Regions from separate parts of the Bombyx mori genome. Here region 1 is linked to region 2. A link is a contact called in public Hi-C data. All regions are on one chromosome and are shown on one strand. The core of a region is the stretch at or near the end of the contact, and the rest is flanking DNA. Distances in the headings are between cores, read along the strand shown. Region 1 overlaps PKG-I (protein kinase, cGMP-dependent, type I). Region 2 has its middle 31 kb from the start of PKG-I.

Region 1 (3,597 bases), core at 864-3,363, 81 kb after region 2:
ACCACGACTGAAAAGGACTGCGATATCAGCGGAGCCCCTATCGTCGCTGACTCAAGAGCATGAGTTGAAGTTATTGAAAATACCGAAAAGCCACAGGTTTGTTACATACACGACAAGCAACCTTTTATTTGTCTGCATCACACGAATTAAGAATCCAAACTAGTTGGACCTCTTGTTGTAATAATAAATCTCGCATTTGCATCTCACGTAATTTAAACAGGCAGGTCACGAACTTCACGAACGCATTCCTCTATGTCGCCACCATCCTTGTATGTGGTTATTGTCTGGGCAGATCTAATTTATCGCTTTAGTCATCCATCGATCAGTCAAGGTGGCGACTGAATTTCTTCTAAGAACAGGCATTAGCAATGGCTGCATTGGTCCGAGGTCGACATGTGTTAGCCGGTGTGCCTTCGAATGGACCCATTTGGTATAATTACGTTCGAACTTTATGCGATGCCTGTCCTCGCCATCGGCTGTGTCGTGATAAAGCTTATGATTTCGAACGAAATCCATTTTTTCATTGTCACGTTGAAAATGTAGGGCTTTCGTTTTGTTAATACATAAGAAGTGTAAAATTTAATTGGCTTCAGAGCGGATTGTGTGTGGCTATTTAGACAAATTAAAATTAAGAATGGAAAAAAATTGTCTGAAGTTGTATCCTAGAATTTGCTTTTCATTATCAGCTATAGAATCGCGTACCAGCTAATACTGGTTGAGTCCATCTATAGCTTTAAAACTTTAGCAGGTTCAGTAGATGTAGATTATAGGCAATATAAATCACTACACACATAACTTATGGTCTGTTAAGGTATTTAAATACAAATTACACTACGCTGCAGTTACAGACGGCGCGTTATGACCCTAATTTACTGTAATATTTCAAAGGTTACTGTCATAATACAGACAGATTATGTCGTTAGGAACAATACCTTGAGGTTCGCAAGACATTTATTGTTTCCTTAATAACATCGTGATAAAGTGCTCGTATTTCTCTTTAAGCTTTATTTAAGATATGTCGGGTATTTTTTAGAGTTATAACTGATACTGATGGACATGTGTATGTGTAGAAATAGAACTTTCCCAAAAAAAAAACGCTAGCTATGAAACTGTATACCTAGTGTATTAGAAACTTTTTCGAAGCCGTAATGCGAATAAACTACTAGTCTAAAGTAAACAAAAAGGGTTGTACACTTTCCAACTTAAAAAAATAAATAGATTTAGATTTTAGAACGAGAAATCTTAATCTTATAATGTTTGGTATAACCAATAACAAATTTACTGTGTAATTTATTATTACTGTGATCGCTTCTGGTAAAATATCAAATACGCCACTCCGTTCACTTGCAGTTTCTTTTATTGTTCCCACATCAAGTGTACTAATAGTAACTTCCTTCCTTGGAAATTTATTTTGTACCTAACTGTCCCGATCTTTTATAGCTCAAGCACTGGTCGCATGTAGTATTTTGCCAACGATATGTCCTATTTTATTAGCCAATATTAGGAGAAATTGAATCTTGCTCATATACGTTGAGTCTTCCTCATATATACATGCTTGAAACCGTTTGTCTAGTATCTACTGCATGTTAGACAGGTATTTATCTGTATTAATCTTTTTACTATGTTATAACTAAGGCATTGAACATGATTCTTAGATTTTGTGAAACTAGTCATTCTTCGTGAATAGGTTGATAAATAACCATAATTTTCTTGGCAAGGACAAAGCGACAATGCCAGAGCTGTGTAAGTAAAGGTTGTTTCTAAGAACTTACTAATGGCGTGTACTTGTTACTTGCAGATCTCGCGAGCTGATTAAGACTGCGATCCTCGACAACGACTTCATGAAGAATCTAGAAATGACACAGATCAGAGAAATAGTGGATTGCATGTATCCCGTCGAATATGCAGCCGGCAGCATTATTATCAAAGAAGGCGACGTTGGAAGCATAGTTTATGTTATGGAAGGTAAGTGTAGATATTTAATCGTTACTATAAAAAGCATTTCGCATGTTAATCGCGAATAAATTGATTTGAAACGGTTTTCGCTTTATTGAAAAGAGCGCCATCTATTATCGAATAGCAATACAGCGCCCGCCAACTATTGATAAAGTTCACTTCTACTACATGCATATAAATTTCAACAGATGGCGCTTTAGCAGAAATTTAAAAGTGCTTTTACAGTTTGCGTCTTTTCAAAATTTCTGCCCATCACTATTATAGTTAAATTAAAGATCTAATTTTTTTTACTTAACTTTTTATTTTTAAGTAAAAAAATATTTAAACTTTAATTAAAACCTATATACACATCAGTTACACGTGTGTTATATTTACAAGAAGTAAATAATTTAAAATCAGAAATGCTTGGAATTACATTTATTTATTTATTTTTTTATTGCTTAGATGGGTGGACGAGCTCTCAGCCCACCTTGTGTTAAGTGGTTACTGGAGCCCATAGACATCTACAACGTAAATGCGCCACCCACCTTGAGATATCAGTTCTAAGGTCTCAGTATAGTTACAACGGCTGCCCCACCCTTCAAACCGAAACGCATTGCTGCTTCACGGCAGAAATAGCCGAGGCGGTGGTACCTACCCGCGCGGACTCACAAGAGGTCCTACCACCATACGAGCATAGTACCTATATTTTATTACCAACTATTACTACAAGAGACTATTCGTAGTTTTTGCTTAATTTAATCCTTACTCTATGTACTAATTGTGTCAACAATGAAATGCAAATACGATATAAAATAAACGAAGTCACTATAAAAACTAAGCAAGAAGACTACCTTTATGGCTTACACTTAGCCTAAAGAAAAGCGATACGTAAGTTTTCCACTTTCTCTAACGACGAATAGGGAAAGTCGGCCTAGAAGCTAGCTCAGGAGCTGCCGTTTATGTTATTTGCCAATTAACTTAATAATAATTATCTTACATACATAGGTGTATGTGAAAATGATGTTTTTATTCCAATGGAATAATTTTTATCCGTTTTCTATAACAATAATAGACCAACTAAATAATAAACATGGTGAGGCAGTGAAAAATGTCCTTTAAAAATCATATCTGTTGGTGATGATAGACTATCAGAATGAAAAAAATGCTATTTTCAAAAAGTTTCGTAGATAAATTAATATTTGTTTTCACGCATAATAATTATTAAAAATAAGTTTTCATGTCGAATAAATTGGTATCGGCAAAACTCTTTCGGCCACGAAACAAAAAAAATCAATTGACAAACAGATGAGAAAATTGTACTTACCCTGTTTGTCTGTATGTATTAATATATTATGTAAAGGTATTTATTGTAAGATACAGACCGCTATCGGGCTTAGCCATACGTTTACCTTATTTATAGTGCCACCACTTTACCGTCCAGCTTGTTACTACTCTAAAGAAATCTTGTCTTCTAATTTTAAGACAAGTGTTTTCAACGTCGCCCTAATACAGTTCAGATTTGGACATAACATTTATTTATGTTGTTAGAACAAAAAAATCCTGGAAAAGCCTATTTAATTATTTAAATCGTTAAATTGCTTCGTTATTCCAGTGACGGCTTTTTTTTCCTACCTAAGCTGATAGCCTTGAGAGGCTATT
Region 2 (3,841 bases), core at 335-2,834:
GGCTCTAACATTCCGGCGCAATTATCGATACTAATAATATAAACGTGAGTTTATTTGTTACGGTTTCACATCTTAAAGAAAATTTAACGATGACCATGAACCTTTACATGCATTTGGTTAGAGGCACAGAAAAGGACATTGGGTACATTTATCCAGAAACATAACATACCTACTACTATTCCCCAACTCACTCTAACTGGCGCCATCTAGGCGGGCTTCGGATAGCCTGCCGACTGAGAGGGCTGATGGTCGTCGCGCCGACGACCACCGGTCCGGCGTCCCGAAGGGGAGGGTGATGGGAGAGATGTGCTCCGCACTAAACGCTTCACTTTCCCCCCTTTGTCTTTTCATGAGTTTTGTCTCATGCGAGGTTTGGACGTTGTTTGTTGAGCGACAGGAGGTTTTAGTCGGTTCGACTCCGTTATGCTCCGCCCGCCATCCCCAGTGGAGGGCGGAGGTCCGGCAATTTCCTTCTGACAAAAAAAAACTATTATTCCCCAGAGGTGGTTTTTTTAAAATATTAACATGAGTAAATCTTCGCTAAAAACTACATATTTAATGAATTGCTGACATGAATTCGGATTCTAATCAAATACTAGGTTTTAGCTTTTGTTCAGCTGCCTATTTATGCCGTGAAGCAGTAATGCGTTTCGGCTTGAAGACTGGGGCAGTAGTTATACTGTAAAAACGGAGACATTAGAACTCATCTTTCGAAGTGAGTGGCAGCATTTAGATTGTAGATGTCCACGGGCTCCGGTAACCACTCAACACCAGACGGGCCGTAAGCTCGTCCATTTATCTAAGCAATAAAAAAACATGCCAGAGGTCATTATGAAATAATAGTGTTTTTCATATCGAAATAAACCTTAGAAGACGCCTTCGTGGCATACCCGTAGTAGGTACACGAATCGTAAACTTTCCGTCGTGTTATTCGAATTGTTATTGAGCGATAAGGAGTTGAATATTTTCTTGTTAGTTGTCGACTCGGCTGCGTATGCTTAGCATACACGCCCAGTCTAAATGCAGAACGTTTGGTATTTGAAATTTTAGTCCAGTAATTTAGTTTCAAAATATGAATTAGGTAATTTTAGCACGTTCCGCATAGAATTTGCGTAAGATTGTTTGAATTAAAATACAAAAGGATTTGTATGTGCAGCTTGAAGTAACTAAATTCTAGAGAAAGAAGCATTCAAGTCATATTTAATCCGGTTCCCCATTTATTATTGTTTTTAATAGGTGCTTATTATCTACTTAATTAATTTTTAATTATTTTTAATAGGTGCTTGTTACCTACCTACTTAATTAATTAGTAATACATTACTTATGTAGGTACTAATAACTCGGTACTTCATTGTTTACGAGGTAATTGGAAATGCTTATAAAAATATATTCATAGACACCTGAATTAAATTATAATATAATAAGTTGTACATAAAGATTTTCGAACTGACAGGAATTTCCTTTTTTTTTTTTGGCAACCGATATAATAATCGTTATACAAAATCACAACATAATTAAATAGTGCCATCTATTAATATTTTTGAAGTTACATTATTGTTTTTGTTAATTTGCTATTCACCAATAGATGGCGGTTTGTGTAACGTTTTTTTATATAACGATAGATGGCGTTACGACTCTAAAACAACGATGTTCTATTAAGTTTTCTAGTTTGCTATAAAAATATTCACTTGAATATTGCTACAAATTACAACTGTAAAATAGAAATGAACAAGGTCGAATGTGACTAATGCAGAATGTGTCAGCTTCAAGAAATGAAATGCTCTATCTATCCAATAAATCTAATTTTGATGTTTCAGTCATCTTTAGGCACGTGTTACAATTATTACCTAAAGCTTTTTAGATATTATCCAAAATCAAACATTACCGCCATAAAGAACGTCAAACTATATGTATCAGTTTTGAAATTTCTATTTACTAAAAATATTCGAATCTGGAATAAAAATCAAAGACTTATAGCATTTCGATTTAAAATATGGTAACAAAAAGGTGACGAATTTATCATAATTATAATTCTGAAAAATATGGCGATTAACGAATACCTTTTATTTCTGTTAAACCAGATGTTGGATACTTTTTTTTAATATTTCTTAATTTTTTTATTACTGAAGTATTGTATGTAAAAAAAAAACTAAAACATGTAAAGCTACAGATAAGAGAAGCATCTATCAGTTTAAAGTATCCACTTATTGAAATTTTCCTTCGAAACAATACTGTTACAGATAACAGTCAATTACTTCACATTTAAATCATAAACAAACATATGAAAAAGTACTTTTAGATTTCCGTATAATGTTTATTCCTCGAAAATTTACTTAAGATATATCATTAGATGTCGCTTGCCTAACTTGTGCGCTTATCGTTCATTTCTCGATTCACAGAGTTGCCAGACTCGATGTGAATGCTTCAGATAACCAATTTTCTTTAACAGATTTCTTTGAAATATTTCCCGGATAAGATCTCTAATATGATGCTATTATGTTCCTGTTCTGTTTTTATTATTAATTATATTGAATGTTCGTTTTATTGTTCAATAATACTGTATAACAGATGATACCTGTGTGACGCATTATTTTGATTTTTTTAACGGAACAAATGCGTTTTTCTAAATGTGCGGCTTTTTTAAATATATATGTATATTTATTGCTTAGAATGGACGAGCTAATAGCCCACCTGGTGTTAAGTCGTTACTGGAGCCCATAGACATCTACAACGTAAATGCGCCACCCACCTTGAGATATAAGTTCTAAGGTCTCAAGTACCTATAGTTACAACGGCTGCCCCACCCTTCAAACCGGAACGCATTACTGCTTCAAACCGAAACACATTACGGCAGAAATAGACAGGGTGGTGGTACCTACCCGCGCGGACTCACAAGAGGTCCTACCACCTGTAATTACGCAAATTATAATTTTGTAATAAAATAATAAAAATAATAATCAGGTGAATATTAACATCATACCATTATTATACCATTCGACCGTGTGAATATTTTTCTTAGGGCAAGCCAGGGAGGCTTCTCATAGTTATAGCATCATACAGATTAGTCCATACTGAGTAATGAAGACGAATAACCATCGTCCAATATCATTATTTTTCATAAGAATTGGTCGCTCAGAAGGTGATGAATCCGCTGAGATTTCTTACTCAATATATCAACTCGACGGTAATCTAAGATAAAACGTTGACATAGAATAAGTTCAACATACAACCAAACCAAAAAAATATGTTTTTGTCAGGAGAAATTTCCAGCATTTTCGTTTCCCTGAATTGGCAACCGTACAGTTTGTTAGCTGCATCGCATCTCGTAGACTACGGCCAGCAAATATTATATGTCCACACGTCTCTCCTCTGTCTTCCGCTATCAATTTAAATTTATTGTGAACTAGACTAGATCACGCGCTCCCGCCTCTGTGACATCCGATAAAAAAAAAACTAGTGCCGCAATCAGTGCCGATAAAGAGATTAATCGATTGGCGAAATCAGTGAATACATGAATATAGTGTTGTGACGTTTGACGATATTGATAAAATATTGTTAGATTTATATCGATTGGTAAGTGCGGTTATTTTAGGTATTGTATTGTCGAAAAGCATACAAGAGTATATCGAATAAAGTATTACGATAAGTACAATTGCCACCGTTCGGGTGTTTTGCTTAGTGATACAAACATCGATAAAACAGATGTCCGCATTTTCAAAATTATTGATTTTCATAATAATAAATTCAATATGATATTAATTTCAAGTAATTTGTCTCCTGTAATTACTTCCACCCAGTATGTAATTAATTATATGTAACTAAATGTAATTAAAAAAAAATA

The links. A called contact is a pair of places that touch in the nucleus more often than the background predicts.
Region 1: a contact with region 2 is called in a Hi-C map of middle silk gland, with 3 times the contacts expected there. The contact joins two enhancer-like sites. A contact is called at or near these places in 2 of 7 Hi-C or Micro-C datasets (middle silk gland and whole pupa).

Annotation. Positions count from the first base shown.
Region 1 is chr3:6,305,803-6,309,399 of ASM3026992v2, forward strand. It overlaps PKG-I (protein kinase, cGMP-dependent, type I), which reads left to right. Exons shown (of 11, transcript NM_001043586.1): 2 at 1,799-1,965. Among protein-coding and RNA genes, the nearest start is that of PKG-I, 50 kb to the left of the region's middle. Within about 2 kb of position 2,114, at least 3 of the 8 cell types and tissues checked have open chromatin away from gene starts, as enhancers often do.
Region 2 is chr3:6,225,182-6,229,022 of ASM3026992v2, forward strand. No RefSeq gene overlaps it. Among protein-coding and RNA genes, the nearest start is that of PKG-I, 31 kb to the right of the region's middle. Within about 2 kb of position 1,585, at least 4 of the 8 cell types and tissues checked have open chromatin away from gene starts, as enhancers often do.